2 separate regions of the Mus musculus genome follow, and region 2 is linked to region 1. Evidence: chromatin contacts called from public Hi-C data. All regions are on one chromosome and are shown on one strand. Each heading gives the region's core, a stretch centred on a gene start, on an enhancer-like site or on the middle of the called end of the contact. The rest is flanking DNA. Distances are from core to core; before and after follow the strand shown. Region 1 has its middle 19 kb from the start of Gm31775. Region 2 overlaps Gm32224 (a long non-coding RNA gene).

Region 1 (5,180 bases), core at 1,952-4,451:
TGCTTAAGCAGCTATCTCTCCATCCTCTGACAAGATGGGGCCAACCCATGGTTCCTCAGTGAACTCACTAAAAGGAAAGATAGGGGCAAGACAATGTCATTCATGGTTTGATAACTCTGCCTTCATACTCTTTGTGTGTGGTGTGTGTGTGTGTGTGGGGGGGTGAGGGTTGTGTGATACCTTCTTGTGTGCAGTGCACTTGGAGGTTAAAGTCGGGTGTCCTCAATCGTTCTACACCTTAATGTTTCAACTGAGTCCCTTGCTGAACCTAGAGCCTAGCCAGGGTGGCCATGAAGCTCCTGGAATCATGTCTCCTCCCAGTACAGTGATTACAGGTGTGTTCTACTGCACCCAGCATTTTAAGTGGGTTTTGGGGACTTGAACCCAGGTCCTTGTGTTTGCACTTTACCCACTGATATGTCCGAGAGGCGATGATGGTGCTCAGAGCACTGGGGTGGGAAGTTAACAGAGAGAGACTTTACAGGAGTCCTTGTTCTAGTGGGGCCTTGAGGACTACATAGGAGTTTTGCAGGTAGAGAAGGAGAGTAAAGGGTCGCTCGGCAACCAACTTGCAAACTCTAGTCATCAGGGAATTTTAAGCAAGGTGATCCATGACACCAGAAGGTCTCTTTTGAAAAGTTTTGAGTTGGGCTAGCTAATGTACTGCTGAAAACCCTTTCTAAGCTAAGAAAACAAAAGGCCATAGCACTGAGGTGCCTGGTGCCAGTTGGCAGGGACTGTAAATGCCAGGAAGTTCTGAGTTGTAGATTAGAGGACGGTCCCTGGGTATTGTGAGAAGTCAGAAAGCATATGCAAACCATATGCAAATGAGATGCAAGCCAGCACCTGCTGTGGGCTTTGTGTACTCAGGCACTCGGTGCCTCAGGGAGGTAAGCTGGCCGGTCTTTAGAGCTCTGACTAGATGTACCAGACATTAGGTTCTGTGTGAGAAAGAAAAGTGCATCAAGACTTCTCTGGGAGAGAAAAAAGTCCCAGGTTGTAAACTCCAGAAGGGAGGGATGAAGCCCAAGGAGTTGCAGAAGCTTGGAGGCCTCGCTGGCTGAGTGTGTCCCGGTGACAGTCAGGATGCTTATGCCTCTGCCCAGATCTGAGCAGTCTCTGGCTGAAAGGATTCCCCAGAACTAAGGCTGAGTATACAGGGGGTTGTGCTTTCCTTGATCTGCCGTCTTCTGGATCAGCCTCCCTCTGTGAGTCAGAGCTGGTTTGACCCAGTGTTGGTGGTGTATTATCCTGGACCCCTCTCAGGGGACTCAGTGGTTACCTTTGGCCCTGCCTACCTTGAAGATGTACCCAGCAGTTGTGGACTGAGGCTCACTGGACTCCTGCGAGTAGAAAGCAAACACGGGGCACAGGAGAAAGGCAGTTTTACACTCAGATCTCTCTCTACTTAGGACTTGCATCAAGAAGCAAGAGGCCATGGTGGGGAGATAGCTCAGTGACTAAAGTGCTTGCTGCATAAGCATGAGGACCCAAGTTCAAATCCCCAGCACATATGGAACAAGATGGGCGCGTAGCATGTGCCTGTAATCTCAGGACTAGGAGCTGAGACAGAAGGTCCTGGGGACTCTGCTCAGTCAGTTTAGCTGAAGCAGCAAGCTTCTGAATTGTGAAAGGAAGTTATACAAAACTGACTTCTAGTCCCCGGCACACACATGCTCATGAGTGTGTGCAGCATACGACAGCCCCCGTCCAGTGACACAGAAGGATGAGGACCCTCCCCTAGGGGACAAGCATGGCTGCCTTCAGGTAGTTTCCAAAATTACTGCCTAGTTGGCTGTATGGTCTTGGACAGATTTCCTCTTTGGCAATAAATCTGTGCCTGAGAAGTTGACCAGATGTTCAAAGGGGATCTTCTCCCGTTGAGGAGAGCGTCTGATCTAGTTGGTAGGCATTTGCATACCTGCTAAGACCTGCATGGCTTTGGACTTGACCTGACTGCGGCAGGGAATGACCTGACAGGGAATGGAGATATGGCACATATAGGTCACCTAAAGCTGGGATTAGGTGGGCTATGCACTCTGATGGAGACACACCAGCAGCCCTGAAGCTCATCACATTTATGGTATTCAACACAAACAGGCTGGGTAGTAGGGGTGGGGGTGTCTCTGTTCTACTCTGAGGCTGAGGTCATCTTGAATATATTGGCATCTTTGACATGACTGTGCTCATGACAACAGTACACATTCATTCAGGACTTCATCATCTCCGCCCCCCCCCCACCTGCCCCTTCCCTAGACTAGAGAGAAAGAGAGAGAGAGACAGAGACAGAGAGAGACAGAGAGAGAGAGAGAAAGAGAGAGAGAGAGAGAGAGAGAGAGAGAGAGAGAGAGAGAGAGAGAGAGAATCTGAAGGGACAGGAGCTTAAAAACAATCAGTTTGGAGGGCTGAAATAGGAGATTCCAGGCCCAGGCTGGCACGATGGCCCCAGGTCTCTGTACAGAGTAGCTCAAGAAGGGAGGATAGACAGGGCTGGCCAGGCTTGCACCATATATTGGTTTGTGGAACAGTGGGAAGGGGCCTCTGCATGTCTACTACACCCCTGAATTCCACCTTGGTCTCTGCATCTTCTCCAGGCAGCAGACTGCAGGCAGCAAGAGCAGGCAGCAGGCAGTAGTCCTGGCTCTCCTCAGACCCTCTTCCTGCTGGCTTCTATGGTATTTGTCTCTGTGCATGTGGGTGTCTCTCTTAGTCTTTCTCCTCTTTTCAGTCTCTCTTCACACCAGATCTCAACCCCAGCTATTTACTGTCTGGGTCTGGAAACTGATTTCCCCACCTTTTCTTTGCTATCTCCTCACCTTCTTCATTCAGATCCTAGGTTTTGGGTCCTTTGGGGGAAATTAAGGGAGAGTCTCAGTCCACTTAGGATAGAAGGGCAGAAGAGGAGGGGGATCAGGAAAAGCCAGCCTTCAGCAGGTGGCACTGTTGGGTGACTTTTGCTTTTAACACTGAGGGAAAAATAAAAAGACCAAAGCCACACTAGAATCTACTGGCATTTGAGGATTTTGTTTTGTTTTGTTTTAAATAAAAATCATGACTCTTCTTTCCCCCGCATCATTAAACAAGGTGCAATGTTTGTGTGTGTGATGTGTGCGCTAAGGACAAATGAGTTGTGGGTGCCTGATCTGTGTGGGACTCTGTGGGGCTGGAGTGAGTAGGAGTGTGTGCGTGTGTATTGAGAGAGGGCTCTTGCCAAGTTCATGGGTGACTATGTCTATGTTCCAGCGTGATGTAGGTGGGTGCACGGACTTGGAAGGCTTGTGTGAAGCCACGGCACCAGGATTTTGTATAGAGAGAGCACCCCTGAAAGATGCTCATTCCTTGTTACCATTACTGTGTGTGTTGTGTGGGAGTGGGGTGGGGGCTGGCGAATCCTTTTCTTATGCTGTCACTGTTAATGCCACCTCTAGCAGGCCAGGCTTCTTCCTCGGCACAAGAGCAAGCTTCAATATACAGGTCCCCAAACCTTGGTATCATGATGTTCCTTGGCTTTACTTAAATCCTTGGCAACCTCTGCATCTGCTCTTAGGCTTCTCCTGGAGCAAGCTCCCTACAGTGATGCTCTACCGGTGGCAGCAATGGCTCTTGGTCAGGCTTGCCCCCCACCCCCTGCCGATCATTAGAGCTGTGACTGGAAGGTAAGTACGGGGCTCCACACAGTAAAACCCATGGCTCTTCTAGCTCCTTGGTTGCCATGGTCAATTCTAGGATTGCTATAGGGTAAGGGAGGCCCAGAGAAGGTGTTGAGAGGCCATGAGGTCACACAGGAAGAGATTCAGAGAACCTGTGCTCAGGAGGGTTGAGGGGTCAGCTCCTTTGTCCCTGAGGCCTGTCTAAAAAGCCTGGAGAAGAAGTCCAAAGTGTCAGGAGGGACCCTGGCTTCTGACTTGGGCTAGGGCAAGGGTGACATTGACTTAAAAATTCCTTTATGGTTTTCTCCATTGTTTTACAAAACAATGTGCACTCTTTATAGAAAACTTAAAAACAGATAACAGAAGAAAATTAGACACCCAGAATTCTGACTCACAGAGACAGACGTTAGGGATTTGGGTGGGCACGCCACCAGGCTTTATCTTTTCCTTTAAAAACATTTTTTTTTAATTTTTACTTATGCACAGACTACTGGAATACATTCTTGTTAGGAAAATTCTCACAATTCAGATCAAGCTGGAATCTCCCTTCCCCCTCAAAAGTCATGGTTTCTCCTTGCTAAAGGGAATTTTGATGTGTGCCATTACTCATTATTTAAAGTTGATACACACTGATTAGTACTGTAAACCTGGTCAAAAGCCCATGAGCCAAGAAGCTCCTAGGGGAGACCCTAAAAGATGGACACATTGTCCAACTGCCTTCTGTGTGTTTAAGCTTAGATCCCTAGCCGAGTGCTGCCTCATCCTTGGCCAAGGAGGCATTCTCCTGCAGCGGGCAGCTGCTGATGCAGAGGCTGGTCCAAGTGCTGGTTGAGAATATGTGACCACTGAGTGCTTACCCATAAATCGGACATCCATATCAACCAGCCAGAGCTCAGGGAACATCAGAGAGAGGAGTCAGAAAACACGTCAAGTGAGGAAAATGGGGAAGAGGGCTGTAAAGAGCTGTTTCCAGGACATGATATGTCCACTGTGCTCATGAGCTTGCTCAGCTGTGGCTAGGTGCAGGAGATTAAGCCAGCAAGATCAGTCATTCCAACGAGGTTACAGAGAGGAGGGTCGCACGTGTTGGGAGGGGGTGTCTGGGGAGAGCTAGAGAGGGGATATTGGAAGTGAATATGATCTAGATACTTTGTATATATAAATGAAATTCTTATAGGAGAAGTAAAAGGTATAAAAATTACGTTCATACATCTTTGGATATGCTCACATGGGAACAAATCTCATGTAGCCCAGGCTGGCCTTGAACTCCATATATAGCTGAAGATGATGTTGAACTGATCCTCCTGCCTCCACTGCCCAAGTGCTAGGATTACAGGCATGCACCCCATGCTTAATTTATGCAGTGCCAGGGGTCGAACCCAGGACTCTCACATGCTATGCAAGCACCCACTCTACCATCCTCAGCCTGAGATGCTGGCTTTCATTTCACTTCTGTGTGTCTAGATTTTTTTTTTCAACCTGAAATGTATCATGCCACATGCATTGCTTCTTGCTGTGGCCTTTGTCTCT
Region 2 (4,587 bases), core at 257-2,756, 490 kb after region 1:
AACAACAATATACTGACATGTCTAGACTGCAGACCATATTCCAGTTTTACCCATTGTCCATGTAGTTTGGTTGTGCCCATTTTCCCTGGTTGTGCCCATTTTCCCCAGTCCTAGTCTAGTCAACTGGCCCGGCTTTATATGTTATGTTCAGGTGTCATGTCTCTGTGATCTCCCTCTAGTCTGTGGCTTTCTTTAGCCTTTCCTTTTGTCCCTTCACTGGCCATTCCCTGAACAGACAGGTGTTCTACAGAGGGCCCCTCTTCTATTTCCCAGGTTGCAGTTTTTCTGACACGAATGCACAAACTGCATCCCTCTGGGGACAGTACAAGAAGCTGGTGGTATGGGCTGGTCCTCAGGCTGCTCCTGTGTGTATCACCCCTGACTAATTATGCCGGCTTGCTTTCTTCCCTCCTTTTCTGCTGAGCAAGTAATTTATGAGGAGACACTCTTAGGTCCTGTATACATCCTGCCAAGAACACAACAGCTTGCAAGGGAGGCGTGCCTCCATCCCTGCATTCAGGAAGAACTCAGAGACAACTTTTTAATTTAAATTTTTTTTTTTCAGATCTGAGAATGGATCCAGGGCCTCACATGTAGCAGGTAAGTGCTCTGGTACTGATCTTCTCACCGGCCCCAAATATGTGTGTGTGTGTGTGTGTGTGTGTGTGTATCATGGTGCCAGGAACTCCACTAAGTGGATGCAGTGTAGTATCTCAGCTAAGTTGTTTGGCTTACCTGAGGGTTGTTTGGCTTACCTGAGGGGAGTAAGATTTATGACTCAAGCACAGCCACATTCACCGGGTGTAATAGCTACAATATGAATGTCATTTGCCTGCTGTCACATATTTTAGAAAGAGTAATACTAATACTGGCTGTCATCATTTTAGCACTAAAGACAAGACATCCAGGCCTAGGACATACAAGTTTGGAATAGGAATTAACTTGCCACGCCCACTCCATTGGTACTGAGGGTTTGCATCTAGGAAATCAGACCCCTGACCACATTCTTAACATCTACTCTGTCTGACCCCCATATAGGGATGCCGAGTAGTTGGGGCACACTCGCTCCCATGGCTACTTCCCACGTGCTTCTTCTTTAGCCTCAAAGGAATCTTCCTTGCAACCAGTCAAGTCCATGATACCTCTTGGGGGAAAGGTGTTTACCTGCACCATCCACCAGAGAGTAGGACAAAGGTAAGAAGAAAAATTACGCCCTGAGCAGTAGGAAGAAAGACTCATCCAGCCCAAAGGACACCTGCAGTCCTCTCCCCAGCACTTAGGCCACCTGGCTCCCAACCCCATAGCTGCCTAACAGGAAATACTGCCTTGGGCTGGGTGAAGTATGGGGCTCTCTGACAAGTTCTTGGGTTTGCACCAAAAGCCCATGGGTCCCATGGCTCTGCCAGGTTCTGCAGCATGCACCCTGGCCTGCTGGCCTTGCTGGTGTCTGCAGCCCTCCTGTGCTGTCCCAAGACTTCCTGGTTGTGGCATATGAGCATCATTATGCGGAGCTGAGGGAGCCTGTGTTTACAGCTTGGCATAAGGGAAGAACACACAGATCTTTGTTGCCAGGCTACAAATGACTCCTTTTTTTTCCCTCTCCCCAGAAGAGAGAAACAATGATTAAAAACTCCTCAGTTGCTTGGCAGGCTTCTGGGTGGTTTGCTGTGAATGTTCCGAGACCAGGAGGGACCTTGCCTTTCACAGAGCCTCTGCCTCACTGGCTCCCTTGACTTTGGATCTGTGCTCGATCCATCTTAATTTTTTTTTCCTAGAAAGACTCGGTGTCTTAATGGTTTGGTGGAGTGGCAGGAAAAGCCCTCAAAGGACCAGAGGTGACGATGGCTCAAGACTGAAGGAAGACTGGGGAAGACTGAGATGAAGATCGGTGAAGGAAGCACAAATGTAGTGCAAGAAACAGAAGATCCCACACAGCTGCCATGAAGCTGAGAGGCAGAGGCAAAGCCTTACCTGGAGCCTAGGGTCCGGACTGGACTGTAGCCCTGCCATGCCTGTGCCCTCTTCCCTGTAGCCAGTGGCTTTTCCCTCCCCACGTTCTGGCTCCTCTGTGAAGGCCACAACACTAGAACTTTCAGGCTCTGCATGGCCTGGATGATGGGATTCTTTCTGCAATTCCACAACTTTTGATAAAACTAACAAGTTCAAGCCGGGCATAGTGGCACATGCCTTTAATCCCAGCACTCGAGAGGCAGAGGCAGGCAAATTTCTGAGTTTGAGGCCAGCCTGGTCTACAAAGTGAGTTCCAGGACAGCCAGGGCTATACAGAGAAACCCTATCTCGGAAAAAACAAAACAAAACAAAACAAAACAAAAAACTAGCAAGTTCACTGCTGGTTGCCTGGAAGATTATCTCTGTAGGATTCCCCATGTTAACATTGGCAACATTCTAAAAGAGTCTCTGTAGGACACACTCTAGTCCATATCTGCCACTGTGACAGAACACTATAGACTAGGTAAAGTAGGAGGAGCAGAGGTCTATTTCTTAAGCTCATAGAAGCAAGCAAGCATGACAATGGAGGAATGCACCTGGTGAGGCCCCGCTTGCTGCACTAGAATATGGCACAGGGCACCACATAGTAAGAGGGAGCTAGTGATCTGTCTGATGCCCTCAAATCCCTTTAGAGGGGGTGTAAACTCACCCACCAAGGTGGGGTATAAACCTTATAAGCTGGGCACCCTCCCATGGTTGTGTGGAGTAATCACACTACGGACACATGAGCCTGGGATCGCACTCACATCACAGCAGGGCCACACTGCCCTTTGTTACTGTTGTTGGGGTCTGGCCAATGAGGGAATATGGTGCCATTCATACAAAACCCACTAAGGAACTCAGTCATGTTCTACAGAGTTTCTGTGAGCAACAACAACAGGCCACAAAGCACTCATAGCCTCATAGATCACCCAATTTCAAGAACTAATAAGCAGTAGAAATAGTGTCCAACACAGACACAGGAGAGCCCAAAGCTTAGATGCCTACCTTTCCATAAAATCACCTTGATGCCAAATGTGATGGGAAAGAACTGTCATCCCAACACTTAGGAGGTTCACAAGTTGGAAAATAGCCTGGGTTAGCAAGTGAGATTTTTGTCTCAGAAAGACATCTCTCAAAAGCAAAGCACAAAAGCTGGTCCCTGGGTTTTCTGACTCCTGAGAGTCCCTGGGAAGTAAAATTCCCAGTGTGTCTGTCACTTTTATTACACAAAGAATGTCCCCGTCCTAAGAGTCCTAGCAGGGGCTTCTGCCCGTGCTTTGAGTTCACCTGCACAGGCATGAGACACAGAATGACTCTCCAGGCAGATTTCCTTCCTGGAGCTATTCTCCCACACAGATTGGAGCAGCCTGATTAATCAGAAGGGATGCTGTGGAGAATGCCATCAGACATCTTCCACCCCCTTCCAGCAGGGGAGGAAGCCTCCAGTCACTCTCTGGCTGCAATCAGAGCTTCCTGCTTGAGCATGAAGGTGAGATGGTAATGAGCACCATCACTGCCTGGAGGAGGACTCCCTCCACGAGCCTGCTTCATGAAGGCTACCACGTAAATCACGCCGGGCTCCAGCGCCAGCACAGGCCCCGCACCCCCATGTGTGGGGGTTAGAGAACCAGCCGAGTCTATGCCGATCCTCACCTGTGGGTTGATTGCAGTAGTTATGGGTTAATTCACTCTCAGACTTGGAGGAGTCATGTGCACGGATGTTCTTGCCATTATTGTAAATGTGAGTCATTTCACCTTCACGGCCCAGGCATGTAAGAAGACCGTTGATCGAAGCAAGCAGAATCATCCTGGCTCCGCTGGTGCTTTGTGGGAATGTACTTTCAAAGAGATGAGTTCGCTTTGATATTAGAGTTAAGTTTCCCCTGAGTCAAGGGCTTATTCCCTCATCCTCTGAACAAATATTTATTGAGTATCATGTACTATCTGAGAGAGCATCTCTAGACCTGGCAGTGTGGCCACAAACAGGGCATGGCTTCGGCTTCTGCTCTGGTAGGGCTGACATTGGGGTTCTATTTGGGATGTGAAGAGCCTGTTTCTTCCGTTCTCAGGAGGCCATTCAGAGCTTGGGAGCTATCCTTATAAACCGAGACAGGAGAATCACGTTTTGGAAGTCAGCCTCATAACTTGGCATCTCTCAATCAGGGAGAAAACAAAATGTCTTAGCAAACAGGAGTCAGTGATCTTGAAGTAGGCAGAGCATTGCTGAGCAGATCGACTGGCTGAGAGGCACAGCAGGTCTGTCTAAACTCCAGTTTCCTCCTCAACTTCCTGGTGCTCTGACATTAGACTGGTCAAGGTCAACCTCTGAGCCACTATGACACTTGGAATCCAAAGTGCTTGATGCCTGATGCTTAGCAGAGCCTCTGGCCCAATGATCTCCACTCATCCTCCATGGGCGGGAGACTCAAAATGCTACCAGTGGCGCCAGTTTACCTGCTTCTAACCTCTCCCTCCTAGAACTTTCAAAGTTTCATAGTGTACTCTGGTACACTATGGAAATACACCACTGCTTCTTTAGCCCTGGTTACAATACAGTTTCCTCCCAGCTGGGTCCAGCTGAAGCTCCTTGTAAGC

What was found. Hi-C and Micro-C count contacts between places; a contact is called where the count stands out from the background.
Region 2: a contact with region 1 is called in a Hi-C map of cortical neurons, with 2.0 times the contacts expected there. The contact joins two enhancer-like sites. A contact is called at or near these places in 3 of 484 Hi-C or Micro-C datasets (cortical neurons and uterus) and 2 of 115 datasets of contacts at active chromatin or transcription factors (embryonic basal ganglia and embryonic stem cells).

The regions. Positions count from the first base shown.
Region 1 is chr14:24,643,495-24,648,674 of GRCm38.p6, forward strand. No RefSeq gene overlaps it. Among named protein-coding and RNA genes, the nearest start is that of Gm31775, 19 kb to the right of the region's middle. Within about 2 kb of position 3,202, at least 14 of the 459 cell types and tissues checked have an H3K27ac peak or open chromatin away from gene starts, as enhancers often do. A contact at or near this core is called in cortical neurons, where this site is marked.
Region 2 is chr14:25,134,020-25,138,606 of GRCm38.p6, forward strand. Gm32224 (a long non-coding RNA gene) reads left to right here. Exons shown (of 5, transcript XR_383270.2): 2 at 566-600; 3 at 1,039-1,194; 4 at 1,776-3,863. Among named protein-coding and RNA genes, the nearest start is that of 4930572O13Rik, 6.9 kb to the right of the region's middle. Within about 2 kb of position 1,507, at least 31 of the 459 cell types and tissues checked have an H3K27ac peak or open chromatin away from gene starts, as enhancers often do. A contact at or near this core is called in cortical neurons, where this site is marked.